Regions from separate parts of the Gossypium hirsutum genome. Here region 1 is linked to region 2. A link is a contact called in public Hi-C data. All regions are on one chromosome and are shown on one strand. The core of a region is the stretch at or near the end of the contact, and the rest is flanking DNA. Distances in the headings are between cores, read along the strand shown.

Region 1 (3,012 bases), core at 242-2,741, 390 kb after region 2:
GATTGTTTTTCGGAATCTTGATCAGAATCGTACTTAAGAAAACTTGCGTATCTGAAAAAGAAATAAAAAAATAGAATTAAAAGTTTTGATTGAGTTTTCGAAAATTAAAAATAATAGAAATAAATAAAGTTGAGGAAATTGTGTTCTTATAAAGAGATTCTAGCCACCAGTTGTCTCGATCTGCCTTGGATTCAATCTTCAGCTTTTAGGTGATCATTCTGAAATAGAATAAGCCAGTTATATTGGAAGAGGACGCCTACGACCACCAACTCCAAGAATTTAGACTTACAATTTTAGCAAAACTTGACTCTAGCCAACAATCGCTTCTGTGGGATTATCTTATGTTAAATCATCACTTCTCAATGACAAATCCTACGCCATTTTGTCTCTTGGGCTTGCAAACCTTCGACACATTAAGCTAACGAACCAACTATACAACCTTCTCAAAATATACAAAGCGGCCACCTTTGCACATGTTGAAAAGATCATCTTTTAAGGGATATGGATGGAAACGTCATCCCCGTAATACGGAGTAGCGATGAATATTCGTTGAGAAGGCTAAGTACGGGTTCTAAGCCTCAAGAACCTTTTTTGGGGAATTTTGACAATATTCGGCTAAATAGATTTAGTGGCTCGTAATTTTTTTGGGAAAAAAAGAGACTAAACTTGATGGGGAGAGAGTATTTACAGAAAAAAAAGGATGTGAAACTTGTGTTACTCCATCCCCTATTTAGAAAAGATAGTCTAGTCCTACTTAAATTCTAAAAAATAAATACAAATAATTAAATATAAATAAAGATAAATAAAAATAAATTCTAAAAATCTAACTAATAATCCTTAATAATTATCCTAATATAATTGGAATTAAAATAGAGTCTTGTGATAAAATTTCTTCTTTTGCACTTTAGCTCTTATGTTGTCCATGCTTGCATTTTTTGCACCACCTTTTTCCTTATGTTGCATGTTGGCCCATTTTATCTTTAAATTCGTGATTTTTTCACTTAAATTTCTTTTTACCTCTAATTTAGTCTCTAAAAAATAAAACTATAAATAGCTTAAACTAGTAGGATAGTACTCAAAATAAATATATAACTAATACATACAAATATGTGATTTTAGAGTATTCTATGTTTGGCGTGGCTTCTTGCAAGTGGTGTTTTTATTTCAACTTCCGCGTCGGACTTGCATTCTTCTGATATCTGACAGCTTTGTTGCTTTTATAAGTATTACTATGGCTCACACTACCACTCAAAAACATGCATGGGTAAAAGGTATTCACACCTTTTCCTCCAATATATTGGATATTTTCGACCCATCCCTTTCGTTTCCCTTCCCACAATTACCATATTATTTAAGCTTTACACCTAATGGACCCTGCTCCCCTCATCAAATTGGCCCTTTAATTCTTAACTCAACTTGCTCTGGGGGTTTTTAAGAGGCTTACAAAAGCTGTTAGCATTACAGTGTTTTATCTGTATTGACAAGGGGAAGATGAAGTTCGGGAAGGAATTCGCGTCGCAGATGGTGCCGGAATGGCAAAATGCGTACATGGATTATGAATACTTGAAGACTCTTTTAAAAGAAATCCAACGTTTCAAGCATAGGACGAAGCCACCGTCTACTGGTTTAAAACGAAAACTTACACTTTATAGAGCTTTCAGTGGGCTAACGCAGAAGAACCACCACAACCCCACCAGCCCTTCTTCTGCATCACCCGATATCGAAAGCCAACCCATTCTGGTAAACTCCGTCGAACGGAACGGTTCTGAAAGTTACGAAACCACGTTCCTTATGTCGTCGGATGAGGGGGGAGAGTATGAGCTGGTTTACTTTAGAAGGCTTGATGATGAGCTGAACAAAGTGAACAAATTTTATAAGGATAAGGTGGAGGAAGTGATGAAAGAAGCAAATGTTTTGAACAAACAAATGGATGCTTTGATTGCTTTTAGGATCAAAGTTGAGAATCCCCCGGTGAATTTCGATAGGTCCGTCGAGATGACTCGTCTTGCTTCCGACATTGCTGTTTCCACTGCATCACTGTCGGTTCCTACTACTCCATCTGGGGGTAGATCAAAGAGCAGTAAGTTGCAACTTACAATTATATTTATATCGAGAATTATCGTAAAAATAATTAATTGAACTTCAACCTGTTTGATGTGCAGAAAGAGCTGCTCACTTGGAAGCCATTGAAGAAAGCATCCATGGACAAACTGAAGATGATAAAGATGATGAGAAAGAGATGGAAACTCCAGTTCAGGAGCCAAAACCGCCGAAACCCAAAATCAAGGGGGTGAAGCCCGCACCGCTAGAAGTACTAGATCGGGTGAAGATGAACAACACTCTCGAAACTCCTCGTTCCACCATTAAAGGTGTTCTGCAGGTTCCAAAACAGGCGGAGATGAGTTTCAGTAGGGAAAATCTAAGAAAAGTTGAAGATCAACTCAAGCGGGCTTTCGTTGAATTTTACCAAAAGCTTCGCCTGCTTAAAAGTTACAGGTACATAACTGGCCAGGCTTAATTTATTTCATCGTTAGGTCTTATTACTCAGTTTTTGTTTTTCCTGGAACTCAACAGCTTTTTGAATACCTTGGCATTCTCCAAAATCATGAAGAAGTATGATAAGATCACATCGAGAAGTGCATCGAGATCTTACATGAAAATGGTGGATAACTCCAACCTTGGTAGCTCTGATGATATTACAAAGCTGATGGAGAGAGTTGAAGCTACATTCATCAAGCATTTTTCCAATGCCAATCGTACTAAAGGGATGAATATCTTAAGACCCAAAGCCAAAAGAGACAGGCATAGGGTAACTTTTTCAACTGGTAAGATTTCTGTTGTTGTTGAAAGTGGCTTTTTTCTTAATAAAAATAATATAAAAAATTAATTAATTATAAAAATGGGATGGGAGAAAATTATTTACAAAAATTTTGTGTTGCATAACACACTTGCAGCACAGCACCTTTCAATTTTTCAGTAAATCATTACAATTTTTTTTATTAATGCCGCTAC
Region 2 (2,961 bases), core at 302-2,801:
CAACACCTCAAAGGACAAATCTCAAAGGAACACTCGGTTTGAGCATATGACTCACCATTTGCTCCCCATGGAATCAAGCAACGAGAACAATGAGCCATATCAAAAGCTCTGGATGGATATGGCATTTTTATGGTCCCAAGAACACCAATAACAGCAGGAACACCTCTTTCAAGGGCAAACTGAACCTGTGCTTCATGTGAATCTCTTGGCGCAAATGACATGGTAAGGACGTTTCTACTCCACAAATATGCCCCCCAACTCGCAACCTATATAAAGGAACCAATTTTTAAGATTTATACACCTAAAACAGATCCTCAAAGCTACAAATCAATAGATCATCTGAAAAACTTTGAAGAACATGACAGTATGACATACCCCACAACCGGTATCAAGTGCAGTCCTTACAGTCCCGTTCGTAATCGGGATCACAGCAGCAAGCTGATCAATATACTTATCCGCACCTTGTGGGAACTGCGTTCCTCCACCAGGGAACCTGAATACATTACCCTCATATTGGATCCAGTTCTGAATAGCCTTCTCTACCGTCAAGGCCTTATAGGGAGCATTAGCATAAGGCACATAGTCCCTACTCTTAGGCCAAGGAAACGGGGTCACGTATCCTTTAGGTGCCGGGACAAGACAATGCAACTTCTCTTCCTCCCTGGGACAATGCCTCTCCCGATAGATCATGTTGTCCCTGGGGAAAGTCATGGCACGCTTTTGATCTTGGCAAGGCGTGTAATCAACGTAACGAGGAGGGCAGGGCTGAAAAGACTTGATCTTTTCGGATTCACCGACGTTCCCCACTTCGCCGGCGTGATGGGTTTCGAAGTTCAACGACGGGATGATGTTACAATCGGCGCCGTGTTTGGTTATCTCTAGAGCTATGCTATCCCCTTTGCCGAAACCACTTCGTTGCCATGCTCCTAATATGTAGAAAAAACAACATAATCCAAAAACGATAAATATCTGCACCCAACTCCTTGTTCTACCATCCGCTGAATTCGGTTTCAGTGCCATTTTTTTAAAATAGTAACCTGCAAAATCATAAGCATCCAATGATGGGGACCAAAGATCAGTGGACTTAAACTAGCTAAGAGCTGATTTGAGTAAAAATTGAAAAAAAAAGAATCTTTAAATCAGAAGGAAAAATATAAACCCATGATGGAAGGAAGGAAAGAAGTGTCAGATGAGTTACCAATCGCATGAATAGATGAAATCAGCGGGTGAAGATCTCAAAGAAAAGAGAATTAAATGATGGAAGGGAGATTTTCAGAGCTTGGAAGGGAAGGAAAGGGAGAGACGTGTCAATAAAACACTGAAAAGTTTTTAAGAAAAAAAAAACCTGCTTTCCTCCAAAAGAAATCTTCGATAATATTAAACTCGAAGAAGAACGATCACCATGAAAACAAGGTTTAAAGAGAAAAGGGTTTTAATTATATAAATAGGGATTGATTGGGATAAAAGAATCCCAAATTTCGACTCTATCTTTTGTCTTTCAATTTGTCGTGAATCCTAGTTTTGGGTTTATAAATACAATCTAAGTCTCCTAATTACAAGAAACACAGAGATCTCGCTTTATTTTTAATCTTCCTTATGTTTTAGTTTAAATATAACCTCAGTCCCTGTATTCTTCAACTTTTTACAATTTAGTCTCTATTATTTCATTTTAAAATATAATCATTATTTGAATTGAAAACCGAAGTCCAATCCATGATATTATTAATAGGTACATATGATATTTAAAAAAAATTTATAAACCAACTAATAGTATTAAAGACATAAAGTGATTAAAGTTCAAAAAATTACAGGGACTGAGAGAACATTTAGACCTTATATTTTGGTGTTATTAAAAAAGACCGGGGTCGATTCGTTCGGTTCGGTTCCGGTGTTAATAAAAACGGTGCGCTAATACGCATTGGGAGAAGAGAGAGCAAAGGGGGACCCACGCGCTAAGAAAGAAAGGTTAGGAATTGATAAGGAAAAAAAGAAAAAAAAGGTGAAGGGGTGGGTCCCATGCCCCCATACGGATCCAGATTTACGTTTAAAGAGGCGGTGATTGATAATCAAGTTGCACATCAACTAATATGGAGCGTAGGATGGGAAATCATAAAATCAAATGGTGGTTAATGTAAATGATCATAAAATATCTGTATCAGACAACTTGTATATTGATACAGAAAGCTATTGAGGTTAAACTGCTTTGATTTGGTTTGTTGAAGGCCTAAGTTCGGACAATGATTTCCTTTTTCTTGTTCTTTTTTTTTTAACACACATAACCGAGTAAAGGTAGCATAAATACAAGGGGTTAGAAGTGTTATTATCCCTTTTAACCAGGACGGCCTAAATCCTGCCTCTCTGTCCCCTTTTTTATCATTTTATTCTCTTTTTTAATACCATGTCGGTGTTTTTACAAAAGAAATATCTAATGGAGGGTTAAATTATTTTATTTATTTTTTATTTTTTAAAATAAATAAAAGTACGTTCTTTTATAAAAAAATATTAATTTAAAAAATAGAATTGTTAAACTTAACAAGTAACGTCGAAAGTTGATAAATATTTTATAGAAATATATTAAAAAGATATTGAAAAATTCATAGTAAAATTTTAAAGCTGATTGTAAAATAAAAAAAATACATTATTTACCAAATATTAACCCTTAAATTAATAGTTTATTATTAAATAACTAATTTTTAATTAATTTCTCAATAGTATTTAATATACATTTGTAATTAACTCAGAATTTCTTAGATTCTAGTTGTAAGATCCAAATAAACAAACATATAAATATATAAAAGTTGAAAAATTAAATATCAACTTCTCTTGGGAAAAAAATAAAAATAATAATGAATTAACTTCCATCCATAACATTAATTAATGTAAAATTGTTTAAAAGATTGTGCTTATCCAAAACATTTGAAAACTCTCTAAAAAAAAACTCACATTATCTTTTTAGAGATA

Evidence for each region. A called contact is a pair of places that touch in the nucleus more often than the background predicts.
Region 1: a contact with region 2 is called in a Hi-C map of leaf, with 2.5 times the contacts expected there. The contact joins the promoter of LOC107957355 here to the promoter of LOC107957351 in region 2. A contact is called at or near these places in 5 of 34 Hi-C or Micro-C datasets (hypocotyl and leaf).

What each region holds. Positions count from the first base shown.
Region 1 is chrA05:45,002,371-45,005,382 of Gossypium_hirsutum_v2.1, forward strand. It overlaps LOC107957355 (phosphate transporter PHO1 homolog 3), which reads left to right and starts at 1,492. Exons shown (of 8, transcript XM_016892865.2): 1 at 1,492-2,080; 2 at 2,163-2,496; 3 at 2,575-2,825. The coding sequence starts at 1,492.
Region 2 is chrA05:44,614,799-44,617,759 of Gossypium_hirsutum_v2.1, forward strand. It overlaps LOC107957351 (probable methyltransferase PMT2), which reads right to left and starts at 1,552. Exons shown (of 7, transcript XM_041112441.1): 1 at 1,199-1,552; 2 at 376-1,037; 3 at 56-266. The coding sequence starts at 1,020.